Regions from separate parts of the Mus musculus genome. Here all the other regions are linked to region 3. The links are chromatin contacts, called in public promoter capture Hi-C maps. All regions are on one chromosome and are shown on one strand. The core of a region is the stretch at or near the end of the contact, and the rest is flanking DNA. Distances in the headings are between cores, read along the strand shown. Region 1 holds the start of Insl6 (insulin-like 6). Region 2 holds the start of Plgrkt (plasminogen receptor, C-terminal lysine transmembrane protein). Region 3 holds the start of D930032P07Rik (RIKEN cDNA D930032P07 gene).

Region 1 (2,700 bases), core at 180-2,679, 650 kb before region 3:
AATATTAGAACTTATTCACTCAAAATTAGGCATGCAAATAATTTTTTTTCAGTTAAATAAATCCATTCAGCCATTATCCTGCTAATAATAGTGTGTAGCAGTTAAGAATGCATTCCCAGGCAGTGGGATGCTTTCGCGGGTTAAGGCACTTGCTGCCAAGCCTGACAATGTGACAACGATCTTGGGGTCCCATATGGTGCATGGAGAGAACTGGATCCAACTTATACACACACATCAGCAGTAAATAAACATCATAATAATAATAATAATATAATAATAATAATGGTGATGATAATTTATTGTAAAAAAGAATGTGCTCATATAAATAAATTAAGGCAATTTTTACCGGGAACCGGATACTAAATGATGCTTTTATGTACATGTAGAATCTAGACTTAAAACTATGTATTTGTGTGTTTATATATGTGTATGCTTAAATGTTTGTGTTTGTAGGTCATGAAACTACAAAAGGGATTCCGAGAGGGATGAGTGCTTAAAGAAGGTAGGAGGCAATCAATTAATAGAGGACATGTAATTAAAAAAAAGCAAAAAGGGGAATTACTAAAGGCAGGAACTGGGAGAGGGTGGTTAAGGGAGGCGAGTAAGAGAGAGTGAAGTACAGTGCGATAGATGTGAGAAGACACCGCGATGGAATGAGTAATTTTTAAAAAGGGTTTATTTATTTTATTTGATATGTATGAGTGTTTGCTTGCATGTCTGTATATGCACCACGAGTATGACTGGTACTGAACCGGAGTTACAGACTACCATGTGCTGCTTTGTTGGTACAGGGAAGCGACCCCGGATCCTCGGCAAGAGCAAGTTCTCCTAACTGCCAAGACATCTCTCTAGTTCCAGTACCAATTTTTTAAAGTTAAAAAATATAATCCATGAAGGAGATAAGTTTCTCCGAAGGGAAGAAATGGCTCCTGTAAACACTAGGCAAAAAGAAGATCACATTCCAGGTGTGGGGGGGATGCTGCATCTCAGAGTCCTAGGTTCTCATATTTCATGAGGCAGTTTCTTGGAGCGCACGACAAGGAAAATGAATGAATAAAGTCAGAGAAAGAAGACATTTTAAAACTTGCATTTCTGAGGCCAAAAGAGCCTGTTAATTTCAACTTTGACGACAAGGAAAATGAATGAATAAAGTTAGGAAAAGAAGACATTTTAAAACTTGCATTTCTGAGGCCAAAAGAGCCTGTTAATTTCAACTTTCTGCAAGCCGGAAGTCCATGTAAGCCTGGAACACCCCGCACCTAACCAAAGTGTTCTGGAGAAGATTGCCTGCGAGGGAGGGCAACCCGAGGGCGGTGCGGAGAGGGGCGTGGCTGGGGGCGTGGTGGGTGGCGAAGGCGGGGCGGGGCGGGGCGGGGCGGGGGCGGGGCGACGGCCGTTGCAGCGCGCCCGGCCCTGTGGCGGAGCCCAGGGATGAAGCAGCTGTGCTGTTCTTGTCTGTTGTGGCTTGGACTCCTACTGACTCCTTTCTCCAGGGAAGAGGAAGAGGAATCCAGACCCAGGAAGCTGTGCGGCAGGCACCTGCTGATAGAAGTTATAAAACTCTGTGGCCAAAGTGACTGGAGCCGGTTCGAGATGGAGGAGCAAAGTCCTATGACACAGTTCTTTCCCCACTACTCACGCAAGGGCAAAGCCTTCAACCCTCACCCTTCTTCCTCCGCCTGGAGAAGATTCACAAACCCAGGTAAAACTCTGAAGGGAAGGCTTGGTAGCTTATCAGTGTGCAAACTCCTCTTTTCTTATCCTTGACTTTGCTCTGCCAGTGAATTTCTGTAGGAAATAGAATTTGTACCTAGTGTACGTGTGAATACAGTTTTAAAAACCATACAGACTTATATGAAGTTCACTTTAGACTTAGAAGAAATAATTTGTTCAGAGTAGGCCTTATTAAAAAGATGGCCTTAGGTTTCATGTATACCCCAAATTCCGTGTGTTATAAGCTTAATCTCCAGGGCAGCGTTAGGAAGTGAAGTGAGGGAATTAAATTTTCTTGAAACGGAGTCAGGCCATTATCACAGAAGTGGATTGTCCTGAGTGAATCTGTTGCAAGATCACTTCATCCTCCTTTTCCGGCACCTCCGCTATGGGATGATGCTACAGGAAAAGTCCTTGGACCCTGGAGCATCTTCAAATCACGAGTCAAATAAATTCTTGCTCATTTGAAATTAACCACTGTCGGGGGCATTGTCAGAAGATAGATATAGGTGATGAGGAACTAGTCACATAGATAGGATGGGATGGGATTGGGGGCGTTTATTTAGAGGAAAAGTTTATTTAGGGGAAAGACACTGCTGTCTGAATTATACGGGGAAGAGCGAGGAGGTCAGGATGTGCTGAACAGGAGGGGAAAAGAAGCAACAGCGTAGGGCAGTAAGGTTCGTCCAGAAGGGCTGAGAGAGGGAGAGCAAAGCCAACGGAGCAATTCATGTGAAGTGAAAACTTAATAAAGGGCACAGGGAAGGACAAGGGCGGATGAGATGAGTCTCGGCATGGATAGCTCATCGATGCAGATAGGTAGATTGTAGTATGGGGACAGATGAAGCTTCTCTGTGGTTTGCAGCAGCACTGAAGGTGAACTAGCGTGCTGAATTGCATAGAGATCTCGTGGTCTTGACCTACCCTTGCCATTCTGATATTAGCCTTTCTCCTATGTTGTAAAATGTGTTTGTAGATTCCCTTAAC
Region 2 (2,899 bases), core at 200-2,699, 680 kb before region 3:
TGAGCCATCTCACCAGCCCCTACTATAGCTTAGATACACACACACACACACACACACACACACACACACACACACTAGTGTTAAAGTAAAAGAAGTCAGCTCGGCATGGTGGTGCACGCCTTTAATCCCAGCACTTGGGAGACAGAGGCAGGCAAATTTCTGAGTTCGAGGCCAGCCTGGTCTACAGAGTGAGTTCCAGGACAGCCAGGGCTACACAGAGAAACCCTGTCTCAAACAACAACAGCATCAACAACAACAACAAAAAAAAAATAACAAAAACAAAAGAAGTCCGTTTCATTTATACGAACTATCTAGAATATGTAAGTCTTTGAAAAGGTAGAACATAGATTAAGATGGGGTCTCTAGGGTGACTGCATGTGACATTATCCATAAAGATAGGTTCTATAGATTGACTGAGAAAAACAGCTCATGATGAGGGAAGGATCTGGTGAGGTCTCGCACACACAGTGCAAATGTTAACCACTTCTGCTCCCAGTCTTCTGGGCGGAAAACACATTCTAAATCTTTCTCTTTGAAGCTACAACCCTGTGTGTTTAACATTCTTGGTTCCCACAGTGTTTATCTGAAGGTACAACGACCTCTGTTCCTCGTACAGGTTACAGAGCTGGGAACAGAACGGAGACAAGTTTAGTCTGCACGTATAGACACTACTTCCTACCTTAGGGATGGGCTACTTGTTTCTCTCCAAAAGCATTTACTCCTAGCAACACCCATCTCCTCCCACAAATAGAACTAAATAAAGATTCTGTTGCAATTTTCCCATCCAAGTAATGTTTGGAATGAGGGATCTAAAAGTCAGAATAAGGAACACTGGAACTAAAAACATCTATACAAGCCTGCGAGGCTAGATATGCCTGGAAGAGGCTAGATTGCCTTCTCTAAGGTGTGGAGCCAACACATGCTAATGCAGAGCCCTTCCTAAAGGTTGTGATTCACATACTATTTCCCCAACCGGTTACATAGTAAGTGCTAATGGGTCCAGTGTTTCCTAGTGAAGTTCGGAGTTGTACTATAGACAGACAATTCTGGTAGGAGTACGAAATATGGAAAACGCATAGGGAAATACGGAAATTCTGGTCACTGTCTGCTTTTGTTCCCTGGTTACCTTTAAGCGAGATTTGGTGATGGGTTTTGTTGTTGTTTTTGTTTTGTTTTTGAGGCACCGGACTCCGAGGACTTGAAACATTTCCACGCTGCTTCCTTGGGCCTTCCCTCAAAATCACGCACCTTACAAGACCATGCAGGTTGGAATTTGCGGTTCTGTCCCGCCCCGCCCACCTCCCGGCTCCAGGCGCCTGCACCGGAAGAACACCCCAGGCCTCCGCGGGCACCCGAGCGCTTAAGGGAGCCAAAGGCCACGCTGATTGGTTGAAGCTCGTGATCCACTGTCATAGCCAACCAATCCTGGGGCTCTGCCGAAGCAAGGTACTGTCCCTGCGCTGATCGCTCTGGAGCTCTGGCTAGAGGCCTCTGCTGCGGTCACCGTCCCCGCACCGTGTCGCGTGAGTGTTTCGGGTCACAGACACCTGGGAGGGAGGGGTCGGCTCCGTCGCACGGTCCCGCACAGCTGCAGCTCTGGCTGGGCAGGGAAGGCCAGGGCTCTGGGTTCTTGCTGATGCCTCCGAGGCTGACAGGTATTGCCAACCCAGTTCTGTGAGTGTGATCTCTCTGTACCATTGTCACCAAGTTGGGACAAGACTGCAGAGTGCAATGGACAGGAAAATGGAATTCCTTTAGGGAAATACCTATATGACGCTAAACTGGCTCAACAGAGCGAGAGTGGAAACAAAACAAAACACCCCCAGAGGTTATGTGCTTCCTGCTAGGGGACTTGGTTTGGAAGAGTTATTGAGAATGATAGTGATGTTGTGACTAGCCAAAAATTCTGGTACTAAATCAGGGAAGAAATCTGGATGACAGAAATCGTGTAGAATTTCTTTCCTTCTAAATGGAATCCAGGTTCCAAGGATGACCAGGGAAAGTCTGTCTGGGATCTGTACAATCAGGACACCCTTCCCAACACGCCTTTCCAGAGTAATTTGAATCATGGCCTCTTGGAACAGGAGACACGCCTGCCTCCCCATCCTCAACCCAAAACAAACAAACAAACAAAAATCCAGGAGCAGCCTGGACTCACATCTGTATCCTCCATCCTATAGGACATGGTGGTTGTCTGTGTTGCCTGTAATAAGTCAGTTTGGGGCCACGCTTACTTATCGCTGATAATATCGTGTCTCTGGGAGAGAGACATTTGGAGGTATTTGGGACATCCTAAGGAAAGAGTGCAACATGGCTTTGTTAGGTATGGTCAGAAGAGGTTGGAAACACTGTTCAAGGGTGAAGTTACAGGGTGTGGCATGCTCATTGGCAGGTGAGATCTCCAGAGGGACACTCCTGTTTGCCTTCTATATTTAACCGTGTACCTGAGATTTCCCCCGACACATCCAAAGTCCAAGTCCAAGAGAGCAAGGCCCAGAAGGAGGTAAGCCTAAATCCTAGCTAGCTTTTCAAAGTGTTTCTCTTCTCTTCTCTAGACGATTGACTGAAAGATTGTCCGACCACTTCAAGGGATGGAGAGCTAACCCCCTTAGGCCAAGGGACTGAGGGGAGAGTGTGTGTGTGTGTGTGTGTGTACTAGAAAACAGTCGGTTTCTTTGAAGATGTTTGAAGATGCTTGCAGCAGATGTAAAAATTCAACCGTCTGCTCCGACATGCAAAAGAAAACTAAAGGATGTTGAGCAGCCTGACAAGGTTGATCTTCTGTCAAGCATTCCTTATTTTGTGCAATTATTTGTGTGAAATAGAAGCCACAGAGACTATCATGATGGATGATAACACTTCTCCTGCAGGCTCAGCTGGAAATGACTCATGTGAGCTG
Region 3 (2,700 bases), core at 145-2,644:
GTTGTGGAAATCCGGTTACCTGGTAAGTGGATGCCATAGGAACTTTGTTCTGCAGGCGAGGGACAGAGAGAGAAGGCGCTAGAGAGTGTGGGGGCGGTCAAGCCTGGGGACGCAAACTCGGGATTAGAAAGAGTTTCTGCATGCCGGCTTGGTGGCATTCGCACGGGTTTGAGGACAGGAGCACACCAACTCCCCCAGACTCACAGGGCTTCTAGAGACCTAGGCACACCTTACCGAGGCTGATGGCAATACTCATTTAGCCATCAAACTGGCTGTCAGTTACCTAAGAGCGCGGGGTGTAGACAGAAAGGAAACCAACAAGGTGTGGAAGTTTCGTTTATGAGGGAGAGTCTCCGTGCCTTTTAACTGAAAATACAGGTACCAGAAGGTTACACAATCAGGGCCAGATACAGGGCGAGCACCGGGGTCCTACTTAGGGAAACTTTGGCAAAGTGGGGAGTGATGGGACTTTGAGGTCTTTAGCTCACAGTCGGGGTTGTAGTTGTCTTTTCGGCTTCCACGTGTTTATGGGGCGCCACGAAGGCTGTTTTTCACTTCTCCGTCTCATCCAAGTTGGTGTCCCCATTGTTCAGTGAGGTCCTCGGGTTTGGGGGCACAGCTACTAGTTAGGAGCGGTGCATCGACCCGCAGCCGCCAAGTTTTCAACTGTAACCTCCCACGCCACGAAATCGCAGACACATTCAGACACCTAGCACTCCCCGCCGGGTTTGTCACCTCGCGTTTACATTTTTATGGGCCGGGGACAAAATGTCAGCACTGTTTGGGAAATGTCTGTCTCGAGTCCCGCTTCAAGGCTCCGGTCCCTATAAATGACCCTGTGTCTATTTTGAAGTCGGTCGGGATCACTTTCTGGAAAGCGTGAGTGAGCTGTTGGCTCTCCTAGACACACACCTTGCCCCAAGCAACAGTTCCAAGTTACTCACTAGAGCTGACAAGTCACCCGGGGGACGAGAAACTCACCCAAGTGTCTGAAAACCTTGACCAGGGCGGATTTGTCATCCTACTATGGATGATTCAAGTAGGTACCTGGAGGAAACTTTTGGAGGTTTCCTTTTTTTTTTTCTTTTTTTGGCAAAAAGGTTCGTCGAGGTCGCGCCCTTAGATCTGGTAGTGTGTTTGGGAGGCAATAGCAAAACGACACTCGTGGGGGCAGGGAGGGTAGTCGCCCCGTGGTCCGGACAGGGTCACAGTGCAGGGCCCTATGTACCCCAGTGCGGCTCCGGGTGCTTTGGCCAGCAGGGTCCCCCGCAGCCCGGCTTCCTAACTGGCGGCCTTTCAGCCCCTTACTTACTCAGAAAGTGGTTGCACAACAGGAAGCCGGCACGAGTTTGTTTTGTTTTGTTGCGTTCTCTCGCTCGCGCCGCGGGAGGGGGAGGGGGGAGAGCGGGGGCGGTCTGGTTGCCCAGAGCACCGGGAAGGCTCCACTTCACCTCCGGACCCGCCCCTCGCTCACCTCCGGAGATCCCTGAGGCTAGGACCCAAGACCCCCCGCGGGGCAAAGGTGTGTGGGTGTGCCGTGTGTGGGAGGGTGCTGAGGACCCCAGGAGGGGTGTTCACCCACTGTCCCGGGCCGCACATCTTGACCCCGCACCCCTAGCCACTCCTGGTTCCTCTGCTCTGTGTACCTCCCTTCCTGGCTTGTCTTCCTTGACATCCGCTAGGTCCCATGGGATAGAGTGTAGGGGATCACTTCCGGAATTCTCCAGAGCAGTGCCCGCAGGGACTGCACTCCAGCAATTGCAATTGGAGAGGACACCTTTCCAATTCCTTAGAGCTTTAGGACTTCAACATCTCTTGAATTGGGGGTAGTGGTCTCAGGTGGCCCTAGAGTTGGTGAGGAAAGAGAAGTTTATACAGCTCCCCCCAGTGGACCAGTTCTCTGGGTTATGGGACCCAGAGAAAGAACCCCTGCCAAACTTAAGCATCTAGAAAAAACACTGAGGCTCACAGTGGAGAGCATTTCTTGGCCCGAAGGTGAACTCCAGACAAATGCAAACTCTCTTGTGTCCGTTCTGAAGCTTTGATGAGTCACGATTTCTTCATTGGGAAGTAGCCAGGCCCGGTTCCCTAAATGTCTCCGTGCCCGTTGGACTTCAATTTTTAGACTACGTTAGGAATTTTGATTCATTGTAAAAATGAATTTGGGTTAGTTTAAAAATTCTTACTCCTCCTTTTTCTCTTTGGTTTCCTGTGAGGCTACACAAAGCAGGTGCAGCCTGCAAAAGTTTGCAGAAAAACAATGAAGGCTGTCCCTGGAAATGATCTATAGAGAGAGAACTGTGTGAGAGGGCACCCCCCCCCCTTCTCTAGTGAGAACTGCTGACATTTAAGGCCTTTACTAGGATCTGCTACAGTGTTCATTTAGAGGAGCTCCAGCCCCTCCCCCTTGAACTGAAGGAGGCTTTCTTCCCATTCTTATTGCTACTTAGTTCGTGTCTTTTCTTTCCTGTCAGGACTCAGGCCTCCTTCAGAGTGAGTAATTACTTCTGTGTGCTCTGGGTGGATTCCCTGTCTCCTTGCTTCCCTTGAGGTCAGTTCAGGTAGAGTGGCTTTTCTTCACGCCATCGTTGGTCCATCCAATGTTTCCACCAGTTTCATTGGCGATTCTACCAAAGTTCTTCCGGTTAGCAGAGTTTGGATACCTGGAGTTGTCCCGTTTGGAAAGTGACTCTCCTTGGA

Evidence for each region. Promoter capture Hi-C pulls out the DNA fragments that hold promoters and counts their contacts. Capture Hi-C pulls out chosen DNA fragments and counts their contacts.
Region 1: a contact with region 3 is called in a promoter capture Hi-C map of embryonic stem cells, with 6 times the contacts expected there.
Region 2: a contact with region 3 is called in a promoter capture Hi-C map of adipose tissue. A contact is called at or near these places in 3 of 39 promoter capture datasets (the 3T3-L1 cell line, embryonic stem cells and neural stem cells), 1 of 484 Hi-C or Micro-C datasets (uterus), 2 of 130 datasets of targeted methods (astrocytes and bone marrow-derived macrophages) and 1 of 9 other capture datasets (adipose tissue).

What each region holds. Positions count from the first base shown.
Region 1 is chr19:29,324,047-29,326,746 of GRCm38.p6, reverse strand. It overlaps Insl6 (insulin-like 6), which reads left to right and starts at 1,429. Exons shown (of 2, transcript NM_013754.1): 1 at 1,429-1,702. The coding sequence starts at 1,432.
Region 2 is chr19:29,360,421-29,363,319 of GRCm38.p6, reverse strand. It overlaps Plgrkt (plasminogen receptor, C-terminal lysine transmembrane protein), which reads left to right and starts at 1,449. Exons shown (of 6, transcript NM_026362.2): 1 at 1,449-1,523; 2 at 2,393-2,503. It also overlaps a transcript of Cd274 not described here.
Region 3 is chr19:28,676,918-28,679,617 of GRCm38.p6, reverse strand. It overlaps D930032P07Rik (RIKEN cDNA D930032P07 gene), which reads right to left and starts at 1,394. Exons shown (of 5, transcript NR_045330.1): 1 at 1,313-1,394. Glis3 (GLIS family zinc finger 3) reads left to right here. Exons shown (of 11, transcript NM_175459.6): 1 at 1-22.